Regions from separate parts of the Mus musculus genome. Here region 2 is linked to region 1. A link is a contact called in public promoter capture Hi-C data. All regions are on one chromosome and are shown on one strand. Each heading gives the region's core, a stretch centred on a gene start, on an enhancer-like site or on the middle of the called end of the contact. The rest is flanking DNA. Distances are from core to core; before and after follow the strand shown. Region 1 holds the start of Gdf2 (growth differentiation factor 2). Region 2 overlaps Mapk8 (mitogen-activated protein kinase 8).

The links. Promoter capture Hi-C pulls out the DNA fragments that hold promoters and counts their contacts.
Region 2: a promoter capture Hi-C map of 3T3-L1-derived adipocytes shows a contact between it and region 1, with 2.3 times the contacts expected there. The contact joins the enhancer-like site here to the promoter of Gdf2 in region 1. A contact is called at or near these places in 5 of 39 promoter capture datasets (3T3-L1-derived adipocytes, cranial neural crest, embryonic stem cells and 2 more) and 2 of 115 datasets of contacts at active chromatin or transcription factors (astrocytes and embryonic forebrain).

The regions. Positions count from the first base shown.
Region 1 is chr14:33,937,610-33,944,951 of GRCm38.p6, forward strand. Gdf2 (growth differentiation factor 2) reads left to right here and starts at 3,430. Exons shown (of 2, transcript NM_019506.4): 1 at 3,430-3,884; 2 at 7,057-7,342. The coding sequence starts at 3,542.
Region 2 is chr14:33,371,484-33,378,825 of GRCm38.p6, forward strand. Mapk8 (mitogen-activated protein kinase 8) reads right to left here. Exons shown (of 12, transcript NM_001310454.1): 12 at 6,415-7,342. Among named protein-coding and RNA genes, the nearest start is that of Mapk8, 72 kb to the right of the region's middle. Within about 2 kb of position 2,743, at least 4 of the 459 cell types and tissues checked have an H3K27ac peak or open chromatin away from gene starts, as enhancers often do. A contact at or near this core is called in 3T3-L1-derived adipocytes, where this site is marked.

The sequences.
Region 1 (7,342 bases), core at 2,180-4,679:
AAGAGCTTGCTTCTCCTTCCAAGGAGCTAAATTCAGCTGCTATCGCCCATGTCAGACAGTTCACAGTTGCCTCTAACTCCAGTTCCACAGTATCTGCCACCTTCTCTGGCCTCTGGGCACCAGCGCTTACATGACACACACACACACACACACACACACACACACACACACACGTACACATAAATAAAAATAAGTTTTAAAAAGCATAAAACAACAACAAAGAAATGCAGAAATGAAAAAAATGCCTGCTCCTCTGATCAAATCGTTATATTGTATATATGAATGAAAATGCTACATTGCATCTTACAGATATGTGCAATTTCTATGTGTCCATTGAAAGTCAAAATACATTTTAAAATAAAATAAAATCACACCAAGTTGTTATACTGCATTGTTTAGGGGAAGGAAACCTCCTGCAAACACAAATCAAATGCAGGGTTGTTTGGGTTTTTTTTTTTTTCAATTGTTTTTAACCCCAGGGTGATAGCATCTAAGGATGTGGAATCCATAGACACGGGGAGAGGCAGCTGTATAGTTTAGTGTGTCCTTTGACACATAACCAATGTTAAATATTTGAATAAATAAATAGAGCTACTCAGCCCCTTTTCATTCCCAACTCATGCAGTCAGATTAGAGGAGGGAGCCTAGGACTAGATTAGACTTGACTGACAGATACAAGAGGCAGGGAAGGGGAGCCAGCTCAAAGGAGCATCCACAGCTTGGGGAGTAGAACAGAAACTGGAGAAACACCGTTATCTGTGAAAGCTTGTGTCCCCAGATGTTGGTGAAGTAGAATAAACTAAGTTGGGCTCTCATTTCATAGCTGTGGAATACAGCTCACTGCCTGAGCTTGCCAGCTGGCTTCCTCCTGGTCTCCCAACCATGCCACCTCTTACCCTCCTCCATGCACCAACATCAGGTACTCAAATGCAGGTGGCACCTGCGGTGTTCTCCTGCAGCCAAGTCCATCTCTTCCTTCTTATCTGACCCCACCGTTGGCCTCCTCCTTCCTCTGAGGCCCGTCCTCAGGCCCTCCCACCTCTACCCGGAAATCTGTGTCTCCATCACAGCAGTACCATCTCCATTTGGACTACTGAAGCAACATTAGGCATCTGGTGGCTCTCACGGTATTTTATGAATGATAAATGCACACACTTATTAGAATACCTCAGACCAGACACTTGGTGTTATCAAGATTCTGCTCTTGCGCTCTGTAAAAGCAGAGCTCAATCTGAAGCATCTCAAAACCTGGATTTGGGCCTGATGAATCACTCTCTAAGGTGCCTTCCTTCTAGAGGCTGTATACGTTCAAGGACATAGTATGACAAACTACCATACTGTTATCTCCAGACCAACACAGGTTCAACTGCATGACCTCGGGGACCCATGCATATCTAGGTAGAGATCTGGAACCCTAGACCTTGTTTTGCAGTGAATGTGTTCACTGTCATGGTGACAACTCTATTGCACATATATAAGGGGCTCCAGGCTGGAAATTTATGGGTAGTGCTGACCACGTGGGCCTTGACTCACACCGCACTCACCATCAAACCTGAAGTTTCCTGTGGCCTTCATAAGACACTAGTGAACACACTGTGCTTTGGCCCTTATGCTCAGACTCTTTGAATGTGGAGGGTGTTTGTCCTAGAGGTTATGGCACATCATGAGGCTACAGACCTCATTCTGCAGCTCCTCCAGGCCCACGGCTCTGCAGCTTCAGCGCCATCTCCTGGGCTTAGCATGCATTGCATTCATCTTTCCCAGTCCTGCTTCAGACGCGAATAGGTGCCCAGCACACTTCCGCTTTCAGCGGCTCCTCGCCATACCCTTCCCTTCTCTCCTCATTGTGTCTCTAAAAGGGTGGATACAAGTTAAGTTCTCCCTGGCAGTCCCTGGTTTCACTCTCCCACTCTGGCAGCCTGCTGTGGCCCATCCTACAATGTCTTGGCCCTCTATTCCCTCTCCCCGGGAGCCCTGACCGCAGACTATCACACCGCATCTTCCTTGGATTAAGCTGCCGCACATCCCAAGTGTTTTTAACTGTCTTCTCTCTTCACTTTGATTAACGCTACTTGTGATGAGACAGACAGAGGCTAAGCATGGAGATACAGCTTTTAAACACTGTCTTTGGGCTAACTCAAGCAGCCTTCATAGGAGAGAAACCATCTCTGGACATAGAGTCAGTCTCAGAACTGCCCAACGGCTCCTGTGAGCTCCAACTTCTCTGTGGGTCTCCTGGCTGAGAATCATGATCTAGGTGACCTTCCCATCAACATGAACCAAGTTGTCCTCTGAATACCCATACACACACACACACACACACACACACACACACACACACAAAACACACAACACACACAACACACACACACACACATACACACACACACACAAAACACACAACACACACAACACACACACACACACACACATACACACACACACACACACACAACACACACACACAAAACACACAACACACACAACACACACACACACACATACACACACACACACACACACAACACACACACACACACACATACACACACACATAACACACACAACACACACACACATACACACACTCACACTTGTGCACTTGCATATACCAGCACCACACAGACCAGGGTCAAGGCTGGTCAATATGCATCAGATACATATGTTTGTGGTACTAATAAGCATCTAGCCTGAACACAGAGCTTCCCTTCACCCCACCCCCACTGCAGCATGGTCAGCATCAGCACTGGAGGGTGGTTGAACATAGCTACCCACTGTCAGGAGCTGACAGTGGCCTACGTGTATGCAAACACATCTTCTTAAAGGAGACTCAAAGGGCTGAGGCCACAGCTCGGAAGAACAGTGGGGACAGGAGGTACCATCTGTGTTGGCTGGGACGTCACCAGTCCACTGAATGTTCTGGGCCCATGCACACTCCATTCTCAGTACTCAGGAGCTCTTTCCTCAGAGGCCAGTGCCTAGATACACTGCCGGGTTCCGATACCATAAGGACCAGACTTCGTCTAACCCTGATGCAATCTCCCCCATCACCCCACCTCCCTGACCCCCACAGTTTGTGTCATCTTCTGGGTACTTGGTGAGCTTTCTATATCTGGGGAACTCCCCAGCCTCATTTTCTGAATTCCTTGTTTCTGTGGTCCACCAGGATACGGTCTGTGTGCCCCTGCCTGGAGAGTCTTCTGAACGAAGCCAGCTAGGAAAGGAACAAAGATTCTAATTAGGGTGGATGACCCTCCGGAGAAATGCCGATCCTTTACAGTAGTCAGCATCCTTTCCACCAGCCCCTAGTGCTGGTCAGATGTTTATACAGTCTTCATTAAAGAGAGCTGCCTGAGATAAGAGGTCCGAGCAGAGCATCCACACCCAGATAAGAAGAGTGGAGGATTGTTGGGGAGACCGTGAGACAGCCAAAGTCTTGGCTAAGCAGTCAGCAGGACAATGTGGGCCTATTCCTCCCGGGCTCCTCGTTGCACCAAGTGATAGACCACAGCAGCCCCTCAGGCCCCCTTCAGGGCCCAAGATGTCCCCTGGGGCCTTCCGGGTGGCCCTGCTCCCGCTGTTCCTGCTGGTCTGTGTCACACAGCAGAAGCCGCTGCAGAACTGGGAACAAGCATCCCCTGGGGAAAATGCCCACAGCTCCCTGGGATTGTCTGGAGCTGGAGAGGAGGGTGTCTTTGACCTGCAGATGTTCCTGGAGAACATGAAGGTGGATTTCCTACGCAGCCTTAACCTCAGCGGCATTCCCTCCCAGGACAAAACCAGAGCGGAGCCACCCCAGTACATGATCGACTTGTACAACAGATACACAACGGACAAATCGTCTACGCCTGCCTCCAACATCGTGCGGAGCTTCAGCGTGGAAGGTATAGTGCTTCCTCCAGGGTTCCGTGGGGTGGGACATACTGCACCCTGCCCCCCACAGTGAAGTGGCTCTGCCGTGTGGGACGGTCACTGACCACGGCAGACCTTCAGGTTTCTGTGGAAGTGACTCCCAATGAAACAGGGAGAAAATACGAATTCCCTGTTCATCATTTGCGTGGCTAATGGCTTCCCTACAGGGCAGTGCAAATCATGGGCCCTGTCCATCAACACTAAAGGATCTGGTGCACAGCTCCTCCTCCGGGCCACATCCACAGTTAACCCCATAGGTACCCAGTATACCAGGTTTCTGCTTCCCTCTGTTCACTCCCTCTCTGCCTCATTTCCCTGTTTCTGCTTCAGCCTCCTTTGCTCTGCTTCCTGCCTCTCCTACTTCCCCCTCCCTCCTCTCTCTCTCCTCTTCTTCCCTCTCCTCCCTTTTCTTTCCACTTCCTCTTCCCTTCCTATCTTCCTCTCTCCTTCCCTGTCTTCTTCTGACTTAGAAATAGATCATTCATTTAGCCTGCAATAAACTTGTATATTTTTTCAGCTTTAAAAGGAAACCAGGTTTTCTCTTATAAAATGCATTTTAGAACTAGATTGTAAAATGTCAATAGAGTAGAAGAGGCAGTGGGCAGTGTGTCTGTCCAATATGTTTTCGGTGTGAAGTGTCGTTGATTTAGGAAGATTAGATAATAAACACGGAGGTGAAGTCTGTAACTGACAACTCACAGAACACCAGAATCCACGTAGTATGAGTTACTGAAGAGAAAGCTGGGATTGCTAGGGCTGAGGAACCCGGGTCAGGCACCCTTTGCAAGGTCACGTGGCTGGCCCTACGTCCTGCATAGAACCAGCTGCATAGAACCAGCTCCCCTTCTTCTGGTTTGGCATCTTGCTCTGAAGGACCAGGAGCCCAAGGCCTCTCTCTTTCTGATTCAGAGATTTGCAAATGCCCAAGGGTTCCAGTTCAGGGTCACAGGCAAGCCTGGCCAGATCTGTCCAGCCTGCAGAGCGTGTGTGTCTAAGGACACTTGTGACCACCATACATGCTCAGTGCTGCTGAGTTTTCTGACTGCCCAACAGAAGTTTCAAGTTATTATGTAATAAGTCTTATATTTCTAAGTCAGAGGAAGACAGGAAAGGAGAGTGGACCTGGAAGGGAAGAGGAAGTTAAGAGGAAAGAAAAGGGAGGAGAGGAAAGAGGAGGAGAGAGGAGGGAGAGGGAATTAGAGGAGGCAGGAAGGGGAGCAAAGGAGGCTGAAGCATATATATATATATATATATATATATATATATATATATATATATATCTTCATTTATATATATATCTTCATTTATATATATATAATATTATATTATTTATAATTAAATTATGCACACACTCACACACATATGGCTTCATTTTTAAAAATATAAAATTTACAGGTCACCAGGCCCCAGGATTCTCTAGGATCTCTGCCTAGGGGAAAGGCTAGATTTTGGTTTTGGTTTCGGTTTTTTATTTGGGGCCTAAGTCATCATATTCCACGGGCCGGAATGTGAAGCCTAGCCAGAGATACCAAGCTCCCTACATCATTGGCACAATTTACTCCACGCACTCAGCAGCAGCAACACCAACAACCCTCACACATGACCTAGGAAGCATTCGTCTAGTCCCTGTGGGCCTGTGATTTCTGGTGTCTGGCAGCGGTCCCACAGCCACTGCAGAGGTAGCCTCAGGGAGGGCGCTTTTGGCCATGAGTGCAATGCACAGTTCTCTCTGTCTGATGTGGCACAGCACTCACCAGATTACTCGGAAGCTTCATGGGCGCATCCGTGATGAGCAGTGAGAACACAGCGAGCAAGAGTAAAGGGCTACATGCTTTGTCATGTGCACTGGGCTTGCGCAGGATGGAAGGGGTACAGAAGTATTATTAACTGAACATCAGCTCTTGGCTCATGGCCGGCCTGTAAGTCTCTTGGGCCACCTTGATAAAATGGTAAGATGGACCCCACTATACAAGAGAGGAAACTGAGGCACCAAGAAGCTCCAAAGTTCCCAGGGAGGGGCAGTGAAGACTGACACCTCCATCCTTCAGACCAGTTGCTGGGTTTCAAGGAAGCTTGGGTCTCTGCTCATCCTCCCACATAAGGAGCCCCATCCCCTACTCCCACAACCTGAGAGAACGGAGGCCTGTTTCTGAGGTTCTACTGTGATCCGTAACTATTAACTGTAAATCCAGAAACAAACAACTCCTAACTTGGAAGTGACGTTTGCCACAGGTACAGTTTTCTAAACTTCTCGTATATTCTTAGTTAAGTCCTCGCCAAGCCTGCTTCACACAATGCACATCAGCATGGGCGAGCATGCATGCAGAAGGAACACTATGTGCAGGGCTTAGAGCTATCTGTACTTCCAGGCATCCAGTGGGTGTATCAGGACATGTCTCCCAAGGATAATGCAGTGATTGAGTGCTGGCACGGACCCACAAATGGCAATGTCTGTGGTCAAACCGCAGCCCAGGAGAAGTGGGAAGCAGGCACTTATGCGTCTAAGAGAAAACCCCCATTTTTTGCCTAACTGTTGGCATTAAGATACTTTTCCCTCTAAAAGAAAAAAAATGCACTTTCACTTTTGATAGAAGTTATTAACACTATTGCAATTACTTAAATACTCCAATGCTGCAATGCTTTGCTTTATCTAAATATTTTTATTTTGATGTTTGATTAAATATTTGATGTCACTGTTCCCCCACTAGCGCTGTAGCATTTTTACTCGTAAGCTGACAGTATATTTTCTGGCTTGCCTTAGGTGCGGATGCCAATTAACTGTGTGCACTCTGACAGCTCCAAGGCTATGCATCCAATGTTGTGGGTCAGTAGATCTCCAGATGTGTAAAGTTGGAATAATAACTAGATGCTCCCAGACTCATGGTCTAAGGCTGGGCATATAGTAGATGCTCAATTCAGCCAGTAGGTACTGTTAATACAGGCTGAAGGTATCTGCCTCTGCTTTTCCTGGAACAATCCTCAGAGAACCTTCCCAAATACTAAGAGAACCTTCTATTAAGGTTCTAAATGACGCAGAGTGGAGCAATAGTGACAAAATCTATCATCTTAGACATCTCTTGTAGCCAATCATGAAGTTTGGCTTTGGTATCGTAAAAAAATGGACTGCATGTGTTTGCATTTCAGATGCTATATCGACAGCTGCCACGGAGGACTTCCCCTTTCAGAAGCACATCCTGATCTTCAACATCTCCATCCCGAGGCACGAGCAGATCACCAGGGCTGAGCTCCGACTCTATGTCTCCTGCCAAAATGATGTGGACTCCACTCATGGGCTGGAAGGAAGCATGGTCGTTTATGATGTTCTGGAGGACAGTGAGACTTGGGACCAGGCCACGGGGACCAAGACCTTCTTGGTATCCCAGGACATTCGGGACGAAGGATGGGAGACTTTAGAAGTATCGAGTGCCGT
Region 2 (7,342 bases), core at 1,493-3,992, 570 kb before region 1:
ACAACTTTTCTTAAGGATGAATCTCCGGTCTCTTCTCCCACTGTGCAATGCACTCTCCTGCCTAGACATCTGACTTCTGATGAGAGGCACTGACCATGAGGCTCATCCACAGTGGGTGCTCTGCCGGGAACCTCTCAACCTTTCCTTCTCTTCCAAGCCTAAAGGTTCCAGCCATAATCATACTAGAATGAATGACCTCTCTTAAGTCAAACAATGAATTGTGACTATGAACAGATGGGGAATGAGACTTTAATTATAAAGAGGTATGAACTGGTGAAAATAATTTAAGATTCTGGCCACAGGCTACTTTGAGACATGTTTTAAAATTTGTTTTGGGGGGTTGGACAGATTGCTCACTGTTTAAGAGGTGAGGCCTTAGGGAAGGACTTTCTTGAGGAAGACATAAACTCTAGTCTAGCTTAGTAAGTTCCTTGGGGTTACTTCAGGAGGATGGGTAACAATGTCCGTGGTATCTGGAAAGGCCCACCTAGCATGGGCCAGGAGCTCCCTGCGAGTTGCTAGTTCTGCCAGTCTCCTTAAGCGTTTGCTACTTATATAAATGTGCGGTATGGCCTGAGACTCCGCCCTCGGCCTCCCCAGCCTCTTAAGGGTTAAGAGTCTTCTCACAAGGTGTGGGACACACACCTTTAATCCTCCCACGCATGAGGCAGAACCAGCAAGTCCTAGGCCAGCCAAGACTGAACACCAAACCCCTCCTTTCCAGGCCAATGTTTCAATAGAAAGGAAAAGTCTGTACAAGAGTTCCTGAGGTCCTTTGCCGTGTACCCTCGAAGGGGACTTGAAGACTCTGGTCCTTTCTCCTTTCTTTGCTTCATGGCCCATGGAGTTGGTTTTACCATGTCCCCTACTATGCTACCTTGTCACAGGCCTGAAGCATCCTAGTTAACCAATCATGGCTGAACCTTTTTCCTATAAGCCTAAATATTTTCTCTGTAATTATCTAGAGTATTTCACTATAGTGATGCAAAGCTGACCAAGGCAGATGGAAAGGACTGTAGTTGGTGATGGGCAGACCTGATGGGCTCAGATGGGGGGAGCAAGCAGGCAAGCTTTCATTCCACTGACATGAGCAGGCTTGAATTATACAAGTTCTGCATTTTTGGCCACTGCATAGAGTGGGCATAAGTGGATGCAGGTATAGTAGTCAAGGACACTGGATGCTGGAAGGCTGGCCGAAGGTTGACGGGGAGGAAACCAAGGGGAGAATGCTGGCACATCCATTTACATCCTTATGTGGATGGGTTTTAACATTTTATCAAGTCTTTGGGAATTTCAAATCATGTACCCCAATTCCACTCACTTCCCAGTCCTTCCATATCCATCCTTATAATCTCTCCAAAAGAAAATAAAAAATTTAAAGGTTAGAGAAGAAAAGCAAAACAACAAAAAATATGACCCTATCAAGCAGTTTTCTGTTACATGCACTATTTGCTCGTTTTTCCCATACTTCCCATATTCATTCATGGCATTGCAAGTTGTGTATCACACAGTGCATCCTTTTGCCCAAAGAGCTCTACTTGCTAATGTTCATTGCCATGAGCCATTAGTCTAGTTCAAAGCCTCTGGCTTCTGCTACACCAGCAATATTGAACCCTCACAGCCTCTTGGATATTCTGCTGAGTCGTGGAGTCCTGCAGCTTTGGTTCTGCAGGACTGGCTCCTTCACAGGCTCCAGCAGTTCATAGATAAAGTAGATGTTGGGGTGGGTGAATTCATAAGTGCTGGACCTGGATGGTAGCTGAGTAGGTCAGCCCAACAGCATCCCTCCTACTTCCCAGCAGGTCTATTTAAAGAGAGCAATTAACAGGGTCTGGTGGCATACTGCTGACATGAGAACGGTGGAGGTGGACCTTTGACAGACTGTATGGGTGTCAGCAAAGGCTAGAGGAATGGAGAAGCTGGCCTGAGGACAAGCAGGATGAATGCACTCTGCTGCCTCTGGGGTCCTGGGAAAGGAGGGAGGCACCTTAGCATTCTGTGAAGAGGAAGTACTTGACCACAGTACCTTCTCAAGCCCATCCAGAGCAGGGTCTACTGACTGGCAGCTGAGATGGCTGTGGTGGCATCTGACACCTGTCTTCAGACAATTGGGAATTTCATTTTGGAGTCAGATTTGAAAGATCATAGCCCAGTCTTGCCAATCCTCAAGTTGTAAATCACAACCCTGTCCTCACCCAAGGGGTGAGTTCTCAAGGCTGGCCCCAGTCCAGGTCAGTGGGGGCTACAAACTGCCCCCAGCCACCATCCCACTCCCCATTTAGTTTCTGGTGTCTCTTGGTCCAGTGCTGGAAACAAGGGGTAGGATCCATGTGATGTGATGTGGGGCTTGGGAATGCCTAGTCTTGGCTCTGCTGCACTGTGAGGGTGAGTGCTGAAGCTCTTTCCAGCACAGCCTAGGAAAGAGAAGTAGCATTTGCTGCATATCATATTCTTCTGAGTGTGTATTTACCTAAGTCCTGGCTGCTGTTTGAACATTAGAGTGTGACTGTAGCTAGCCGAACTGTTATGACTTCTACAGATTGAACCTCTAGCTGAGAGTTAAGAGACAACTATTTGCCAAAGGTGCCTTACATACTGCTCCACCTGTGTGGACAATGAGCCTTTACAGTGACCTATGCCTCCTTGTTTTATGAGAAAAGAGAGCCAGGGAGAGGGCAGGCCATTTACCAAGACTAGAGACCAGGTCCAATTTTGGGCATTTTACATTCCCATTATTGCAGTAATCTTATACTGTATGCAGTGACTTGTGCAACATGTTGAGAAATATAAACACTGCACGGTCAAAAGTCCTAGTCATGGGCTTAAACAACATTTGCATGCTAAGTGTCTACACCAGGTTCTCCCTTCCCAGGGTATTATGGGGCAGGGTATATGTGCTCTATCAACAGAGAACAGGCTGTCATCAACTAACACATGAACATGGTGCCTCCTTCATTACCTGTGCAGAAGTGAGAATGAAGTGAGCAAGCATGAGGGCAAAACAGACAGACTGATGGCTAGCATCTGTGACCCAAACACCCTACAGAGATGGGAGGTAGAGACAGGGCCTGAAGCCTCAAGTCAGCTAGCCTTGAGCATCCAGTACAGGTACAGAAACAGAGATTGTGTTTCAGCAAACAGGTGAGAACTAACCTCTGAACGCTGTCCTTTCATACCCCCCACACCCTCTTTCTTTTTTTTTTTAAAGATTTATTTATTATTATATCTAACTACACTGTACCCGTCTTCAGATGCACCAAGAGGGCATCAGATCTCATTATGGGTGGTTGTGAGCCATCTCGCCAGCCCCCTCCTTTTCTCTCTTCTCTTTTCTCTTCTCCTCTCCCCTTCTTTCTCTTTCTTTTCTTTTTCTTTCTTTCTTTCTTTCTTTCTTTCTTTCTTTCTTTCTTTCTTTCTTTCTTTTCTTCCTTCCTTCCTTTTCTCCTTTTTTTTCCCTAGGCCAAGAGGTCTATTGGTGAAGGGGGAGAGTGAAAGACATGAGAGAGAAACAGGGAACAGAAGAGAAAGAGGTCCCCTTTTTTTCTTTCTTTTTGGCTTTTTTTTTCTTTTTCTCCAGCCTTGACTGTTTTTTGTTTTGTTTTGTTTTTGTTTTTTTGTTTTAAGTTAGCAAGAATTATATAATCATATTATATGACTTCCTGGGGAGATATGGACACCCATTTATCCCAGATAGGGCACTCCCAGATCAAAGATTTAACCTCACCCAAGTCCAGATCTCAATGTTTTTAACTGAGGCAATTAATTAAGAGGCAGCTACCCCATGGATCAGTCCCAACCAACTGTTCTCCACCAGAGAATGTTAGTCACTCCCTTTCTTAGGGTCTTGGGTTACAGCTGCTGTGATTTAAAGATGGCAAAGGCTATGCCATTTCTGGAGGACAGATCTCTGTAAGAAGCAATAATCAGAGGCTTACAAAGGAGAACAATTGCCTCTGGGCAAGTGAGGGTGTGCATAGCACATTCAGGATAGAACAGAATTCAAGAGGGCCTGGTGGGAAAGACACAAGAAAGTAGCACAACACACTGCAATCCTTAATGAAAATGTAAAACAAAGAATTGGTCTTTGGAAGTTGATCATGAGGCACATCTCTCAAGGGATTCTTACCGACCAGGTGCAGTTTGGGACGGTGGGGTATGGAGAAGGCAGCTCAGGTTTAGCATAGTCATTCTGGAGCACACAAAATGCCTTCCTTTAGTGTCAGCATTTCTCTACCATGCAACTTCCATTTCTTTCCAGGTTACACTTATTTACATAAGCATACACACAAGCAGCACACAACTAGGAGGTCCCCATGCTTGGCAACGCAGAAGCACAGCACATTCCATGTGCCTACCTCGCCAAGATTTGGTTTTGCCAGGGAACCATGCACTTCGGCTTCTCCCTTTTGGTCCACTCTCATCTGCATGGCTCTTTCCACTTCTTGGCCAGTTTTCACAAGTACCTGTCCAGGGAACTTGGGCATTCTCATGCACGTTACTAGGAAGCTTTTCCTTTCCTTCTGTTCAAAGTGATTGGAAATGCTATGGGGCCACGATAAGCAGATGTCACAGGCCTCATGCAGACAGAAAACTGGAGAAATCTAGAGATAAGTCGGATGCAAGTCAACTGTCCCATTCTTCCTATGACATGCCCTCTGCCATAGACCCTGCAAACAGGAGAGGTACAAATTCTAAGATGCACTGGGTAGAGACCCAGTAATGAGCGCTCCTCAGAAGTACAGGGCCCATAACACCGTCCAGCTCCCCATGCTGACTAAGCTCAGCAACATGCTTAAGTGAGCCTTCTTTCCCACCTTACTGCTCTCAACAAGGCACCTGGCTTCCATGCTCTCACCTCTAGCCTGGACTGGATTTGTTCTCACTGCAGTGTCCTAAGATAAAGTCTTATCATCTCACACTCTGCAATGGGTTCTCACTATCCAGAGCAGCAGTTCCCAACCTGGGCCCGGAACCACCTTTCACAGGAGTTGCATATTAGATAGCCTGCACATCAGGTATATATGTTGATTCATAACAAGAGCAAAATCAGTTACTAACTAGCAACAGAATAACTTTATGGTTGGGGTCACCACAACCCGAGGGACTGTATTTAAAGGTGCACAGCATTAGGGAGGTTGCGAGCTGCTGTTCTAGAGGATGAAGCAGGCCCTCCTGTCTGTTTCCTTTCTCACTGTTCCAATTCTGAACCTCCGCTTTCCCGTCAGGAAGGCTATTTGTACACCTGTGCCTTGCCTGTCTGCCCTCGTTGCCCCGCAGGCACTTACTTTTAAACCCGTACCTTTTCCTTTTGTTTAGAATATCCTTCCTCTTCAGAAGTCTTTTCACAGAAAGATGCGCCTTCTTGAACCTGCCTGTTTTCCTCCGCAGTCTTGGTTCTCCTCCCCCTCCCCCACCCCCTTCCCTTCTTGATTCCTTGCATTCTACTTTCTAGCAGAGTCTCAACAGTATGCTTTCTTTAACTGATGAAATAAAACTTGTGTTGGAAACCTAACATTTTCAAAGCATATTTGAAAGTTAACTTATTTTCTAGTAGGATCAACCCCTGGTATATAAGCTTAAATAGCTTTAAAAAAAATTAACCTAAAATCAATACAAGTAAATCACCCTCATTTAGGTTTGACAGATTTTGAGAAAACAACAACAACAACAACAACAACAACAAAAACTTTAAAAAAATGCAACACCTGTATTAGCCACACAAGGAACTCCACTTTATGACTGAGTGGGAACCTTGATCACTCAATTCAACATCAGGTTGAGGTTAACCTTCTGGTTCAAGCTCTGCTACTCTATCTCGCTACCTATGACAGTAGCAGGACAGCAGGCACCAGCTCAGCAATCTCATGGCTTGCCAAGGCAGCAGGGACATGGCTTCAGTGTTAGTGTATGCAGAGGCAGGGGAGGATGGCATGGGTACAAAGGCTGTGTGGACAGAAGCCAGGCAAGATGGAAGAACGCCATCCCATGGGCTGGGTTAGCACTTAGAGGGACCCTGCACACCTTCATGCAGCTCACCCATTAGCAGTGATGAGAACCTGTGGACAGAGCAGATACAACTGGCTCCATGTTCAAACCTGCTTCTTTTTTTTGACAGATTCGGGTCTGATACTGATTTTTGCCAATTGGCCATGATGGCTGCTGTCTCATGCAGTTACTAGGTCAAAGGGCACTGAAGCAAAGTTTCTTTCTTAAAGTTCCTCTAGTGATTTGAAACATAAGAACAGTAAGCCTAGATCAAGCCATACACCAGCAGTTAAAACCGGGATGACAATGTGTATAAAATCCAAACCTAAGACACCTGCCCTACTAACAACCTTACCTCAGTCCACAGGAAACCCTAAAACCACCAGGAAAAAACACAATTTTGTTTTGCTTTCAATGAAGAACTCTTACTTTCATACCACTTTTTCTTTTTTATTTAAAATATTATAACCAATTGACACACTAGATAACACTGTTTACACCCAGTGGTGCATGTTGAATGACTAGGGCATGAACGATAACCCACGGTAACGATCCCAGCATTCCCTACAAAGTGCCCATTTGTTTTGTCTAGAGGAGAAGAGAGGAGAGCACACGGAAGGGGCGGGATGAAGGAATGACATGTACAGGGAAAGAGGAAAAAATCTAATTATCATCCTATGTTTTGAGGTTTAAAACCTTATTAACAGGGTAAACCGTAATGAGAAAACAGACATCACAGTCCAGGCAGACAGCTACTTCAGTGTAACTTCATCATTCCGCTATAAGATTAACAGCTTCTCAAAAATATACCAAATATTGGGCCTACAAAAGTAATGTATTTCTTCGTAAAATTTACTAAGATTTTCTCCTTCTGTAAAATGTAAAGCATGGACTGGTATCTCGAGCAGGTTTCTTACAAAAACAGTGAGGATGTCAATAAGCGTATGCAGCACAATTCCCCAGACACAGTGGAAGACTACACGGGACTGTCTCTTACTGACGCAAGGTTTGCACTTCACATGCTTACTGGTATTTTGTGAACAGTGGCTAGAAAGTATTCAACGCACATTTATAATTTACACTCAGTAAAGGTCAAACAGTAAGGGCTACAGCTTACTTGGGAAAGCATAGAAAATCAGTGTGAGGTAGTTCAATAAAAACCTAGTTTAATTTTAAGTCATTGTGAGAATAGGACATTGTGCAAAACTAATCCACAGGTAATATTTCTCAGGAGTTTCAGTAATGAAGAGAATCTAAACCAGAAGTGCCCAGAAAGTTGCTTACTAGACTCCCCTTAAAAGCAATTTGCCTAAGAGCAGTTACTTTGAAATTAATTAGGACACAATTTTCCTATCTT